Regions from separate parts of the Mus musculus genome. Here region 2 is linked to region 1. Evidence: chromatin contacts called from public promoter capture Hi-C data. All regions are on one chromosome and are shown on one strand. Each heading gives the region's core, a stretch centred on a gene start, on an enhancer-like site or on the middle of the called end of the contact. The rest is flanking DNA. Distances are from core to core; before and after follow the strand shown.

Region 1 (6,739 bases), core at 2,221-4,720:
CCAGGACATTTAGTGTGAGCAGAAGAAGGTTATGGATTTAAGGCCAGAAGTTACATTAGTGAGTTTAAGGCCAGTTTGGCTCCATGAGACCCTGCCTCAACAAAAAGCAAAATGAACAGAAATGAAAGAAATTGATGCATCAACACATGATTGAAAAAATAAAACACTTGTGTGGAAAAAATTATCACCAAATATTTTACATTAACCATCAAGCCTCAATTTTCATCACAGTTGGGAAGGTTTGTTTCCTACCTACATCAAAATAGTTTCACTAGATGCTATAAAGTCGACCACAGTGTTGGCAAAAGCAGAAACAGTCCTTTAGTTTCACATGATCAATGTAAAGACATCTACTTTCAAAAGTAAACTCTGACAATGTAATTACCCTAGTTTGGAACTCCAATAATGGAAAAAGGAAAATGTTCACAGTATGTTTCACTACTTCCAGTCTGATTATGGATAGCTGAGACCCTTACACAGCTGTGCTAACCAACGACAGAAACTCTAGCCACATGTGATATTTAAATATTATTTTACATTAATAAAAATTAAGAGTTCCACAAAATTAGTTTCCCCTGTCTCACTAGCCACATTTAAGAACTCAGTAAACAAAACACCTGCCCACATCCCCGGGGTCTACCATCTCAAAAGGTCCCATTTTGATACAATCTTGATTACAAGATGGAGAGTTAGGTAAGTAGTTTTCTATTTTATCTAAAAAACATGTAAGTTCCAGAGGACAAGTCTGAACTCATAGGAAATGGTAGGGGACCAGAGCATAATGGGCCAACTTAAGGAAGCTGCATATGTAGCAGAGGATGGCCTAGTCGGCCATCAATGGGAGGAGAGGCCCTTGGTCATGGGAAGATTCTATGCCCCAGTATAGGGGAATGCCAGGGCCAGGAAGCAGTAGTAGGTGAGTTGGGGAGCAGGGGATAGGGGATTTTCAGAGAGGAAACTAGGAAATGGGATAACATTTGAAATGTAAATAAAGAAAATATCTAATAAAAAAGAGAAAGTCTTAACACTGTGTGTATTTTACACTGCGTTTAAGTAGGCTTAAATCCTGACATCTATAGTTCTACTTAGGTAAATAGGAACATGAACTTGATACATGTGTGAAAATTTTAAAGGAAATGCACAGAGAGCCATCCTAAGGCCACTGAACAAGCCTTTCTGTATAATTCAGTGAAAGGGATTTTAGCTGATATTTCCACAGAGGCTATAAAAACACATTGCTTAAGTTTCTGTGAATTATTCTTGTAATAAATCAGGTCCTTCTCAGTTTTAAAACTGAAAGTTTTCCATCCCTTACTTCCCAAAAATCCTTCTCAAATCTGGACAAATTGAAAGGGTTGGGCATCCTGATGGTAAGGTTGATTTACATCTCTAATATATTTTCCTAAATAGCGGCCTACCACCCCACTACAGGAGTGAGCAAATTTAACAATTACATAACTATTAAGAAGGCCAAAGAGAACCTGCCCCAACTTGCTTTGACAGTTACTCCACTTTCTCAAACCCCAATAAGTCTAGCAACTTATTGATTTCAGGTGTAGATATTGTGGGGTTTTTTTTCTTTCCCCAAATACAAACATTCACACCACCCAGCTTTACTTTAAGGCACTGAAATGCTTGTCTATACTGCCAAGACATTCACAGAATATGGTCACCAAAAAAGTCAATTCAAATAGCACCTTTTATATGTCTTCTTTAATACCACCCTTGTTTGTAAACTTCTAACTCCACCCCCCAATAAAACTACTTGCCCTTTTCATACAGAGCTGTTCTATTGCATGCATTCTTTACTATACCAGTTACTTCCCTTTGCTGGTGTTTGCCTTATATGTTTGCTTTCTTTTTATTCTGAAGGTGTAAATGTTGTGATTGCTTTATTACTAACTTCCATCTGCTCTGGCACATAGAAAAAGGCTTGTTAAAACTCGTGTTGCATAGATTTCAAAGCATATCATATACATGTTGTTTAATTTTCTCAGGTCTGTGTTTGGCAGTTGATCACTGTGTATCTAGTTAGTTAATGATCAAACAGGTTGAGAGATAATGACTTGTCCAAGGTTACGTGGGACCAGTACTGAGACTGGACTCTTTTTCTTAGGATTGTGACAGAAGGCCATCAGTCACCGATAGGATTACTCAGTGGTGCTAAAAGAAAGGTGATCAGGAATTGGAACGAGGGAACTGGGTGCAGTTCACTGTCATTTTGTGCTCTTCAAGACTACACTTGGATGTTCCGTATTTTTCCAACTCAAACTGTTGAGAACTGTGACCTAGCCCTGCAAATATATAGGGTACTAACCATTAACCCTTAGTGACTCATGAGTTGTAGTATACTATGAAAAACTCTTCTATGATGACTATCTGGACTTTTCAGTTTCATGTGCTATTTAAACATCAAACTCCCACCAGACAGATTCATTTTACTCTGTGTCTCCGTCTGGGCTGTTAGCTACTGGAAATTTTGAAGTATTACCAAAAGGGACTCTGGTAGATTGTGTTCTGGTTGCCACCGGAATGTATCTTTTCTCAGTTCACCAGTTTCAGGAAGTAGAGTCACACCCCACTTTACAATGTGCTTCGAGATCAGAGATACCCACAATAAGTACAGCTTGTAAACCTTAGTTCAAAACTCAGAAAAAGACACACCTATAGCATAGGGCAACTCGAAAGTAAAAGTGGTTTTACATCTGTTCCTTCCAAGCCCATTTAAACAAACGAGAAGAAAACAAAGAAACAAAATCCCTAGCTATTTCTTTGCTAAGATAAAATATACAGGAAAACGGACAAATCTGGCAATTATTATAGTGAGGTAATGATGAAGTATTAAGACAAATCTTGTATAGAATTTTAGCTTTTGTATGAGTGTATTTATGTGCTAGTGAGTGTAGGTTATTAAACCAGAGAGGATACTGAGTGTAGGTTAAAGAAATAGAGTGGGAAGTGTAACAGGATACATTTAACAAGAAAGTGCAGCGGGAATAATTTGGGCCCAAGGGTTGGGGGCAGTAGATGAGGAAGAGGTGGAGTGTGGCTCAACCAAAATATAGAATGCCAAAATGAAATCCGGGACTTTGTATCCACCAACGCGCTCATGCAAGCCACCCTTATTAAACTCGGTGAGCCTCCCCTCAACCCAGACAAAAACAAGGCGTAAACGTACAGGAGGGCTTATTGGTAAGACTGGTTCAGCGGAGAAGGGATGAGAGAAGATAACATGGTGGGAGCGACTAAAATTCATCATGTACGTGTATAACATCGTCACAGAGTTAAAACGTAAAAATCGAAGACATGAAAATCTTTTCCAAAAAAAGAAAAAAAAAAAAAAAAAAGCGCTCGAGATCGTGGTGGCTCCAATGCGAACCTTCAGTTCTCTTGGGGGTCTCTTGCTTCCTCTTCAGTTTTCCGGGATTTCGTTCCCTACCGGAGTAAACGCGCCCTTGGTGACGCGCTTTGCCTGCGCCCGTGACGTCACTACCTCGCGCCGGCGGCACGTTGGCCCCGCGGTATAGCGGGCTTTACCGAGGGTAAAAATGTCTATGGGTAGTGATTTCTACCTTCGCTACTACGTCGGGCATAAGGGCAAGTTTGGGCACGAGTTTTTGGAGTTCGAGTTTCGGCCGGACGGTGAGCGGCGGAGGGGCTGCGAGGGAGGGCGAGCCGCCCAGGGAGCGGGTTTCAGCGTGTGTGTGTGTGTGTGTGTGTGTGTGTGTGTGTGTGTGTGTGTGTGTGTGTTTCCTTTCTTCTTTATTTCAATTTACTTGTTTAGTTTTGAGAAAGGGCCTTGTTGTGTAGTCCAAGCCGCCCTCGAACTCACGATCCTCCTGCTTCAGCCTCTGGGATGCTGGGATGACAGGCGTGTCACCATGCCCCAGACTCCCAGAAGGGCTTGAAGGGTTTCATTCCAACATTGGAAGACTTTGCTTTTGTAGCAGGCTTGTGCTGTATTTGTGAGAGCAGACATGGGTTATGTTTGTGAGAGGGAAAAAAATGCTGTAAAGTAATTCAGAAAAGCGAATTCTGCCACTCCTGAAAAGTTGAACATATAGGAATCGGAAACTTAGAGCAGAGAACCTGTGCTCCGGGAGTGTTAACAGAATTATCAAGTGATACTCCAGAGGATGCATGGAATCTTTAGGTGACCTCTTTGGCCTACTCGTTCATTCATGGTATGTGTTAAAGCTGCTTTATAGGGGAGGAGCCCCGTGTCTGAACACAGGAATGTGGTATGTGTCAGGTTTGAAATACAGTTCTTCACTAGTGGATGATGGCCAAAGGTAAGGGAGTCAGTGGAAATGCTCCTAGAAGCTCTTTTTGTGCCACCTCCTAGGCAGTCGGCCAGCCTTGTCTAAATGAGTCTGAAAATCTCCTTCCTAGCCACCAGCTGTCAGAACTCTTTCAAGGGGACAATCAATACAAACTTCATACTTTCAGCAAGAAGCAAATGGCCACAGGGGTAGCCGCTGATGCTCTGGGTGAAGAGGGGAAGTGTTGTGTGGTCCCAGTCACAACCAAGGACTGGGGGAATGACAAACAAGCTTTTCCCACAAAACAAGGCTTCTTGACCCAGAGCAGAGTGTACCTGCTGTTGAGTAAGGGGCATACTTCTATAGACCAAGGAGAGCTGGAGAGAGGAATTGCAGGTCTGTTCTTGATATATTATGAATGCCAATCTGAGTGCTTTCAAATTGGTTATTGTAAAAAAATATTGATACTGCTGGACTGAGCCCCTGTCCCTCTGTTTTTGGTCCCAACAAGCTAGCAGAATCTTAAAGCATTTTAGTAACTCTAAAGAAGACGATGTCTGCTAATGAACTATTGAAAAGCCCTGCAACAGTGGCTGTAAGAAATCCAGGAGGAAAGCACCCAAGGTTCAGCATCTACTTACGTCACTTGTCCTTCAACAACACCATCTCCAATGTATTGTTCTCAAGAAGCAACACACTAAGAAAAACAAGGTAGCTACAGAATAAGCTTAACTTTTGGCCTAGAGAATGAAGCTTAAAAAAAAAAAATACCAGGAACAGATTTCCAAGAGACATAGACTGTCCTCAATGAGAGCTTCTACTTTTAAGTCTGAGTCCAGTAAACAGTAAGTGTTTAAGACAAAGAAGTAAATGATCAGACCTTGAAAAACAAAACAAAAAAAGTTTTCCCTGAGTCTTTTTATTGGGGTGGGGGTGGGGGGTTGAGACAGGGTTTCTCTGCAGCCCTGGCTGTCCTGGAACTCACTCTGTAGACCAGGCTGGCCTCGAACTCAGAAATCTGCCTGCCTCGGCCTCCCGAGTGCTGGGATTAAAGGCGTGTGCTACCACGCCCAGCTTCCCTGAGTCTTTAATCCTAGTACTCTGGGGGCAGATGGAGTTTCAGAAAAGCCAGAGCTACACAGTCAAACCCTGTCCCCTCACAAAGTTCCCCATGCAAAAAAGAATCTGCCCCTAGAAGATGAGACACTTGATTGAGATAAAACTGAGAAACCTTCTTGGTTTCTGGGTGAGAGAAAAACCAGAGGAGAGCAGAATGATCAGGGGTTTGTTGGAGCCTCTCCCTGTGTAGTGTAAGGCAATTCTGTCTTGGGACAGCTCTGCCTACCTGCACCAAGAATTTTTATTTTTGAATGTTCATTATGTAGTGGGCAGTATATAAATGTCAAAGCTGAAGGTACTTGGGAGACAAACATTTAACCTACTATAGGACAGTATGGGTTTTACTTAAGTGCTTTATGCATGACTTGCACGAGGTTCTTTGATAGGTAAGGAGAGGATCATGGATTCCAAAAGTTTCAAGCATTTAGGAAGAAGTCAGCATAGCAGTCAGTGTTCCTGCTGTTATTTAGAACTTAATAACTTCACCCTTGTTTCCCAAATTTTGTTGTTGTGGCAGTGGTCTTCTAGTTTTCTCTTTTCTTTTCTTTTCTTTTCTTTTCTTTTCTTTTCTTTTCTTTTCTTTTCTTTCTTTCTTTCTTTCTTTCTTTCTTTTTTTTTTTTTAAGATTTATTTATTTGTTATATATACAGCATTCCACTGGCATGTATACCTGCAGGCCAGAAGAGGGCACTAGATCTCGTTATGGATGGCCATGAGCCACCGTGTGGTTGCTGGGCATTGAATGCAGGATCTCTGGAAGAGTACTGTTCTCTTGACCTCTGAGCCATCTCTCCAGCCCTAGTTTTATTTATTTTTATAAAAAATTAATTGCTTTTTAAAAATTTTATTCCTCTTGTAATTCTGTTCTTGTTCCTCTTGCATTTGAATAACACCAGCTTGTTCTTAGCACCCTGAGTCATTCAAATTAAGACCTCCAACAGTATCAGGAGAATTTTATGTAAGGATTTATTCTCATGCGTCTCTGCCACTGCATTGTTCCACTTACATGGAAAATAATGAACCATGAGATCTACAGTTCCTGAGGGGTACACCCCAGTAGGGTAACCTGTCAGTTTAGCAGATGAGAAAGACATTACAGCTGTATCAGGGCCCCTAACTGACTCACCATGCAGGGAAGCACACACCAGGGGCTTCAGAGGTCTGAAGGATGGGTTGAAATAAAGCAGCTAACAAACTTGGCAGTTCATGTCCTTTGCTTGCTTCCTAGTTTAAAAAAAATTATTAGCAAAATGCACTAATATGAAGGAAAGGAATTAAGAGAGTACTTTGGAACAATAGAGAAAGAGTTGATGCAAAACAGACCTTTTGATACTCTGCAGCTCTGCAAGTTGCTTAAC
Region 2 (6,739 bases), core at 1,855-4,354, 3.7 Mb before region 1:
TAACCACTGAGCGATCTTACCAACACACATGTTTAATTAGGTAAGGCCCTTAATACAGGCCCCTAGAAAAGATAAAAAGTACATAAAGGGGAATGCCAGGCTAACAGAGATCTACAAATTCTACATGGAAGTAAGCAAAAGGCAGGACAGCTATTCCTGCATGAGGACAGAGGGCCGGGGCTCTAAGAAACAGTGTATGACGGGGCTATGTGAAGCCCCACCTGGGCTGAATGGCAGGGTATTAAACAGGTAGGAATGAGGCTAGGAAGGGGCTCATAAACCCCTAATGGATCCTGATAAACAGGGAATTTCACAGGTGGTGTTATTCTTCTCGAAGATAAACCCAGAGGAGGCAAGGAGCTGAACGGTCCACGTGATGGTGCACAGCTGTAGTCCCACCTACATGGGAGGCTCAGAGAAAGAGGAGCACTCAGGCCTAGGCGTTTGAAGCCAGCCTGGACAGCACAGCAAGGACCCATCTCAAAAGTAAAAGCGAACAAAAACTGGTTGAAAGGAACGTGGTGGGTGACATCAATTTTAGTATGGGAAACTGAAAAGCCAAAAACGGAGACAGGAACTATAGAAAAATCAGTTCTGGGAGGAAGTTAATGATTCTGGATACAGAGAACTTCAGGTTCAGAGAGAGAGAGCGAGAGCTACAAGCTACACAGGATATACTTATGCCAGCAGGCCTTCAGCTCATCTTCCTAAAGAATGGCGGCATGAAATACCCCTGGTTGCCAAAACTACTCGTGACCCATGAGCATCTTCATAACCTCGTTCCTCCCATTCACACAAAAGCCCTGAATTTCCACTCGGTTCGCATCCCTGAGGGGCATACACATCAGAGGTACAATCTATGAAGGAGGGGCTATGTCCCACATCTGAAAATTCTTCTTCTGTGTGTTTGCTTTGGTTTTTTTTTTTTTTTGTGACAGGGCTTCTCTGTGTAGTCCTGGCTGCTCTGGAACTCGCTGTGTAGACCAGGCTAGCCTCAAATTTAGAAATCTGCCAAGCCCTGCCTCCTGAGTGCTGGGATTAAAGGCACGCACCACCACCACCTGGTTTGACACCTGAAAATTCTAATTCAGTAGGTCCAAGTTGTTTTAGAATAAGGAAATAGAGGATGGTGATAGAATCGCTATTATAAAGCCAAAGGAAAGAAACAGTAGCTAAAGAGACAGGCTAGTAAAATACTGTGTTGAAATGAAAAGATAACTTCAAGAAAGGTCTGATCAAGGGTGTTGGAAGATACAGAATAAGCAAGATGGATTTTCTTTCTGGTTTTTTTTTTGGGGGGGGGGCGTTGTTTGTTTGTTCTTTGTCTTAAAGACAAAGTGTTTTCCTACTTGCTTAGTAGACCAGGCTAGCCCCAAACTCTCAGAAATCCTCCTGTCTCTGCCAATGGAGTGCTGGGATTAAAGGTGTGCACCACCACGCCTAGCTTTATGGTGGATTCTTTTTTTTTTTTTTCCTCTTTTTTTTTTTTAATTACGTATTTTCCTCAATTACATTTCCAATGCTATCCCAAAAGCCTCCCACACCCTCCCCCCCCCACTCCCCTACCCACCCATTCCCATTTTTTGGCCCTGGCGTTCCCCTGTACTGGGGCATATAAAGTTTGCCTGTCCAGTGGGCCTCTCTTTCCAGTGATGGCCGACTACGGCATCTTTTGATACATATGCAGCTAGAGTCAAGAGCTCCGGGGTACTGGTTAGTTCATAATGTTGCACCTACAGGGTTGCAGATCTCTTTAGCTCCTTGTATACTTTCTCTAGCTCCTCCATTGGGGGTCCTGTGATCCATCCAATAGCTGACTCTGAGCATCCACCTATGTGTTTGCTAGGCCCCGGCATAGTCTCACAAGAGACGGCTATATCACGGTCCTTGCACCAAACGCTTGCTAGTGTATGCAATGGTGTCATCGTTTGGAGGCTAATTATGGGTCTCTTGATGGTCCATTGTATGGATTCTTAATTCTCATCTCTTAGAGCTAACAGTCAGGATCTGCCATGCAAATTCAGACAGTAGAGTGCTCTAGGGGTTTAAAACTGTCGTCCCACCATTCATTAACGTCAGTGTCTACCTCCCAAATGGTACAGGCTTGTGCCACCGTGATCACACCTGGCTTTATATTTATTTGAAGCAAGGTCTCTGCCTCCTCGGTGTTAAGAACTCAAGTAGTCCTGCCATACCCAGGGAGAGATTATATCTTTATTTCACTTGGAATTTGACAGCAATAGCTCTTAGAAGCAACACAAAAACTGAATATAATGCCACACTGGCTCTGTACTAGCCTGCATATTTAATTCCAACCTACCTTGCAAGGCCAAAGGAATAGCTTCGATCTGGATCTTGGTGGGCTTTGCCCATCCCAACTGGTCACAAGCTTCACACAATACATCCGTAACACCCTTTGAATTCAGAAAACCATACTTTAGCAAAGAATACATCCTCACCTTTATCAGAGCCATCCTCCTGGTGATACGTAGCCCTTTGCACTTTACATAACTGTACATCTCAGACCCTGCTTTATATGAACACTATGGGACAGCGCCTTGAGACAATTTCTCTTCACCAGGGGCTGCTGTCAACTCTTTGCATGTATTATCTCATTTAACCCGTCAAATCAGTTCCGACCAGTGGCTAGCTATTATTCTACCAAGTGCCTCACGTGTATAAAGTGAGGCGCACACCATAACAACTTGCCTCTTGTAAGGAGGTCACGCGTGACCCTAGATAACATAAGGCTCTACAGTAACTGGGGAGAAAAACAAACGGGGGCTCTCACGACCCAGCGGCATCCTACAAGGCAAATGCACCCGAGGGAGCGTGAAGAGACCCCGAGTTTCTGACAGCCTGAAGATAGCATGAGCTAGGCCCCAAGGTGTTTTTACACACCACCGGCTGGGATATGAAGTACCCAAACCCTGGGTGAGCCTAAACGCCAACATCACAAAATAAATACCAGCATCACCCATTCTCACCAGGTCTTTAAATGTTTTCGTTTCCTCCTCTTCCGCAGCTGTCTGAAGGGCTCCAGAGGGGGAATCGGGTTCCTCGTCCGCCGCCATCTTGCTCGTGGGCTCCGGAAGTGGGGCCGAGGCGCAAGGCGTGCTGGGAAATGTAGGCGATTACTTTCCTAGAGTGTAGGTTCTGAACGCCTCCTGCTGGCGGGTCTGGCGTGGCAGCGCCCCACACAGGAGGGACTTGGAAGAACAGCAATGGCTGGAAGCCTGTGTGCCTAAGGAACTGAGACGATCCCTTCTTGCTGCCCTTTGGGTATCTGCCCTATTTTTTATTTTTTTAAATTGGTTTCTTGAGGCAGGATTTCATTCTGCAACTTCGGCCTTCCAGGGCCTTGGCTGTCTTCCCTTTGGCTTATCACTTTTCTAACTATAGAAATGTAAACACATGGACATCACGATACTATTTATTCATTACTTCATATATTTGACAACTGACAGCCTGCCATATGCTTGGACTGTGCTAGGTGTCTAATGATAGAGCAGGACAGTATCAACTTCCACTGCAAAGAGAAGGCAAACAATACATAGGTAATAATGGGCCACTTTGAATTATGAAAAGTGCTACATAAAAATAGGGGAGCAAAGCTTTGGGAGAAAGAATTGTCAGGATTGCTGCAAGACTGAGAAGGTGTCTCTGAGGCAGTGATATTTGAGCTGGGACCTTACTGATACCAGAAAGGCCGTTCTGAGTTCAGGGGACACCTATTCAAGACTGGCAGATCTGAGCCGAGCGTGGTGGCACACGCCTTTAATCCCAGCGCTTGGGAGGCAGAGGCAGGCAGATTTCTGAAACCCTGTCTCGAAAAAACAAACAAACAAACAAAAAACTGGCAGATCTGTGAATACAAAATTCCTGAGACCCGTGAGATATCTGAACTGCCACCACTTAAGCTAGTGAGGTACAATGTATGTTACATGCCCTGTGCCTGCAAGTGTACCCTAGTGGGGAGGCATTGGCATTCTCAATGTGTGGGGCACACTTTCTGAAACTGAGGCATTAGAGACAATCTGCTATGCTTTTCTTCGTGGTATCCCTTTCTCTGGCAGAGTGTGTTGTTAAAATGTGCGCAGCGCATGTCAAACATACCCTTAAGAGTATTTAGGGCTCCAAGTCCTGAGGCTGTTGTGGGAAAGGCCATAGATTTAAATATAATATAACTAAGATTGGGAGTGGTGGCCCATGCCTTTAATCCCATCACTCAGGAGACAGAGGCAGGTGAATCTCTGTGAAGTGGAGGCCTGCCCGGTCTACATAGCAAGTTCCAGAACAGTCAGGGTTACTTGGTAAGACCCTGTTTCAAATATATATTATATGTGTGTTATATTACAAGTGTGTATGGATGGATGTAACAACCTTCTACTAAAACACAGAGAAGCAGAAACTACACTTGAAGAGGTTTGTGATGATTGCCTGTGGAGGGAGGGGAATTAAGATAAAATGCACAAGTCGGAATTCAGAAACAAAATGACAGAAGATAAAAGAATAAATAGAAAAAGCCAAGGGAGGGGACTATGGTGGTACACTCCCTTAATCACAGAGCTTGGGAGGCAGGGGCAGGCAAATCTCTGAGTTCAAGGCTACCCTGGTCTACAGAGTGAGTTCCAGGACACCCAGGGCTATACAGAAAAACCCTGTCTGGAAAAACAAACAAAAACCATTGCTCTCATTCACCATGATGCTGGTCTTCAGAAAAGAAACTGGGAAAGGAGACTGCCTCAGAGACAAGAGGCGGTCTTTGTTTCCCTGACTCTAGAGACAAAATGGATGTTAAGTATGTGCCACCTGGGTGAAGTGAAACTCAGCAAAGCGTTGGGGTTGGAAACCATGGCAGACCAGAGGGATTTCTCTGACTGTTTCTTTATCAGTGGTTCTCAGCCTTCCTGATGCTACGACCCTTTAATACAGTTCCTCCTGTTGTGGTAACCCCAAAACATAAAACTATTTCATTGCTACTTCATAACTGTAATTTCACTACTGTTATGAATTGTAAATATCTGATATGCAGGATATCTGATATGCAGGATATCTGATATGCAGGATATCTGATATGCAGGATATCTGATATGCAGGATATCTGATACGTGACCCCTGTGAGAAGGTCGTTCAACCCAGAGACATAGGGTTGAGAACCACTGCTTTAGAAAGTGATGGGTTTTTTTCTCCGCACATTCCTGAAGAATAGTCTGCGTCCTTTGGTTTGGTTTGTTTGTTTTTCTTACATTTCACTCCAAGTTAAAAAAAGGAAAGCGCCTTCTGTATAAAATAGGCCATCCCAACATGGATTCTACCAGACAGTCATAGCACACGGTTGGCTGGCAGAAAGCCAAAGGCATTCTGGCTCTCTATTTTGCCCTTCCTGTAACTACCTTCTATTTATTTTATTTTACTTTATTTTATTTTATTTTATTTTATTTTCTCCAGCATCTCATGTAGCACAGTATGTTCTGCCTCAAATTCCCTGTGTATCAGAGGCTGACCTTAAGCTCTTGATCCTCCTGCCTCCACCTTCCAAAGGCAGAGAGGACAAGTGTGCACCACCATGCCTGGGAACTAGGCCATTTAAAGTGTCCCTGTATGTGAAACACACTCTTGGAAGGAGGAGTTGACTTGTCCTGAAAAAAGTCTGATCTCCACTATAGTGAGGTCCTTCCCACCTCTTGTCACTGTTACACAGACCCGCTAAGGAAGTCATTCTTCTTACTTGACCAGCGAAGAACTTGAGTCTCATAGGAAAAGAGCTGTGTCCAGGATCATGAAGCAATGTGATAAGAAACAAGTCCAGAATCCAACCTACTTGAGGTCCCAACACATGACCTTACTTTTTCCTTTATTCTCTCTCTGTCTCTCTCTCTGTGTATGTCTCTGTGTGTGTGTCTCTCTCTGTCTCTCTGACTCTCTGTGTGTGTGTGTGTCTGATAGAGTCTCACTCTAGATAGTTCTAGCTATCCTAACACTCACTCTATAGACCAAACTGCCCTTAAACTTGCAGATAATTCACAGAGACCTCCCTAGTGCTAGGATCAAAGGCCATCACATGCAACACCAGTAAGCTTTCTGAAGTCACCTTTACATTATCAAGACCAGCTTCCATCTGCCCAGCTACACTCGGAATTCTACTAATCAAATTCTTCTCCACAAACCAAGAGGGAGCCACCATAGCAGTTACATTTTCTCTGGATGAACTTGGATTTCCTTCAAGAGAATGGAACAGGGAAGTGAGAACAGAGGGCAGCTGAGGTGTCACAGAGCCCAGAGGCCCTAGTGGGAACAAGTGGACAGGCTGTCAACTTAGATGCATCATTGAAAGGTCCCCAAATTTCAAGTCACAGAAAAGGAAACGAGCACTCATGAGATGTCTGAAAACTGGCTGCTGCCTTAACACCTATGAATAGTATAAGATGCTGGGCTTGTGGCATCACAGGTGCAGAAAACAAGCTTTCCTATCTTCACCCCATCTTACCCTTCCTCACCTGGCCCCTGACTCCTGGATAACACTGACTGCTGCTTTAAGAGAACTGATTTACTTGCTGTTGATAAAACTCCGTAAAAACTCCACGTTCATGCCTGTATTCCCAGTTCTTGAGAGGCAGAGGCAGAAAGATCATGTGTTCAAGGCCAGCCTATATAGAGAGACTCTGTCTCAAAAGAAATAAACTGGGCCTGGTACTGCCTGCCTTTAAAACCAGGGCCCAGGAGGCAGAGGCAGAAG

Evidence for each region. Promoter capture Hi-C pulls out the DNA fragments that hold promoters and counts their contacts.
Region 2: a contact with region 1 is called in a promoter capture Hi-C map of liver, with 6 times the contacts expected there. The contact joins the promoter of Ddx47 here to the promoter of Magohb in region 1. A contact is called at or near these places in 2 of 39 promoter capture datasets (liver and pre-B cells).

What each region holds. Positions count from the first base shown.
Region 1 is chr6:131,289,975-131,296,713 of GRCm38.p6, reverse strand. It overlaps Magohb (mago homolog B, exon junction complex core component), which reads left to right and starts at 3,470. Exons shown (of 5, transcript NM_025564.2): 1 at 3,470-3,642. The coding sequence starts at 3,549.
Region 2 is chr6:135,007,977-135,014,715 of GRCm38.p6, reverse strand. It overlaps Ddx47 (DEAD box helicase 47), which reads right to left and starts at 3,104. Exons shown (of 12, transcript NM_026360.3): 1 at 2,988-3,104; 2 at 2,321-2,414. The coding sequence starts at 3,074.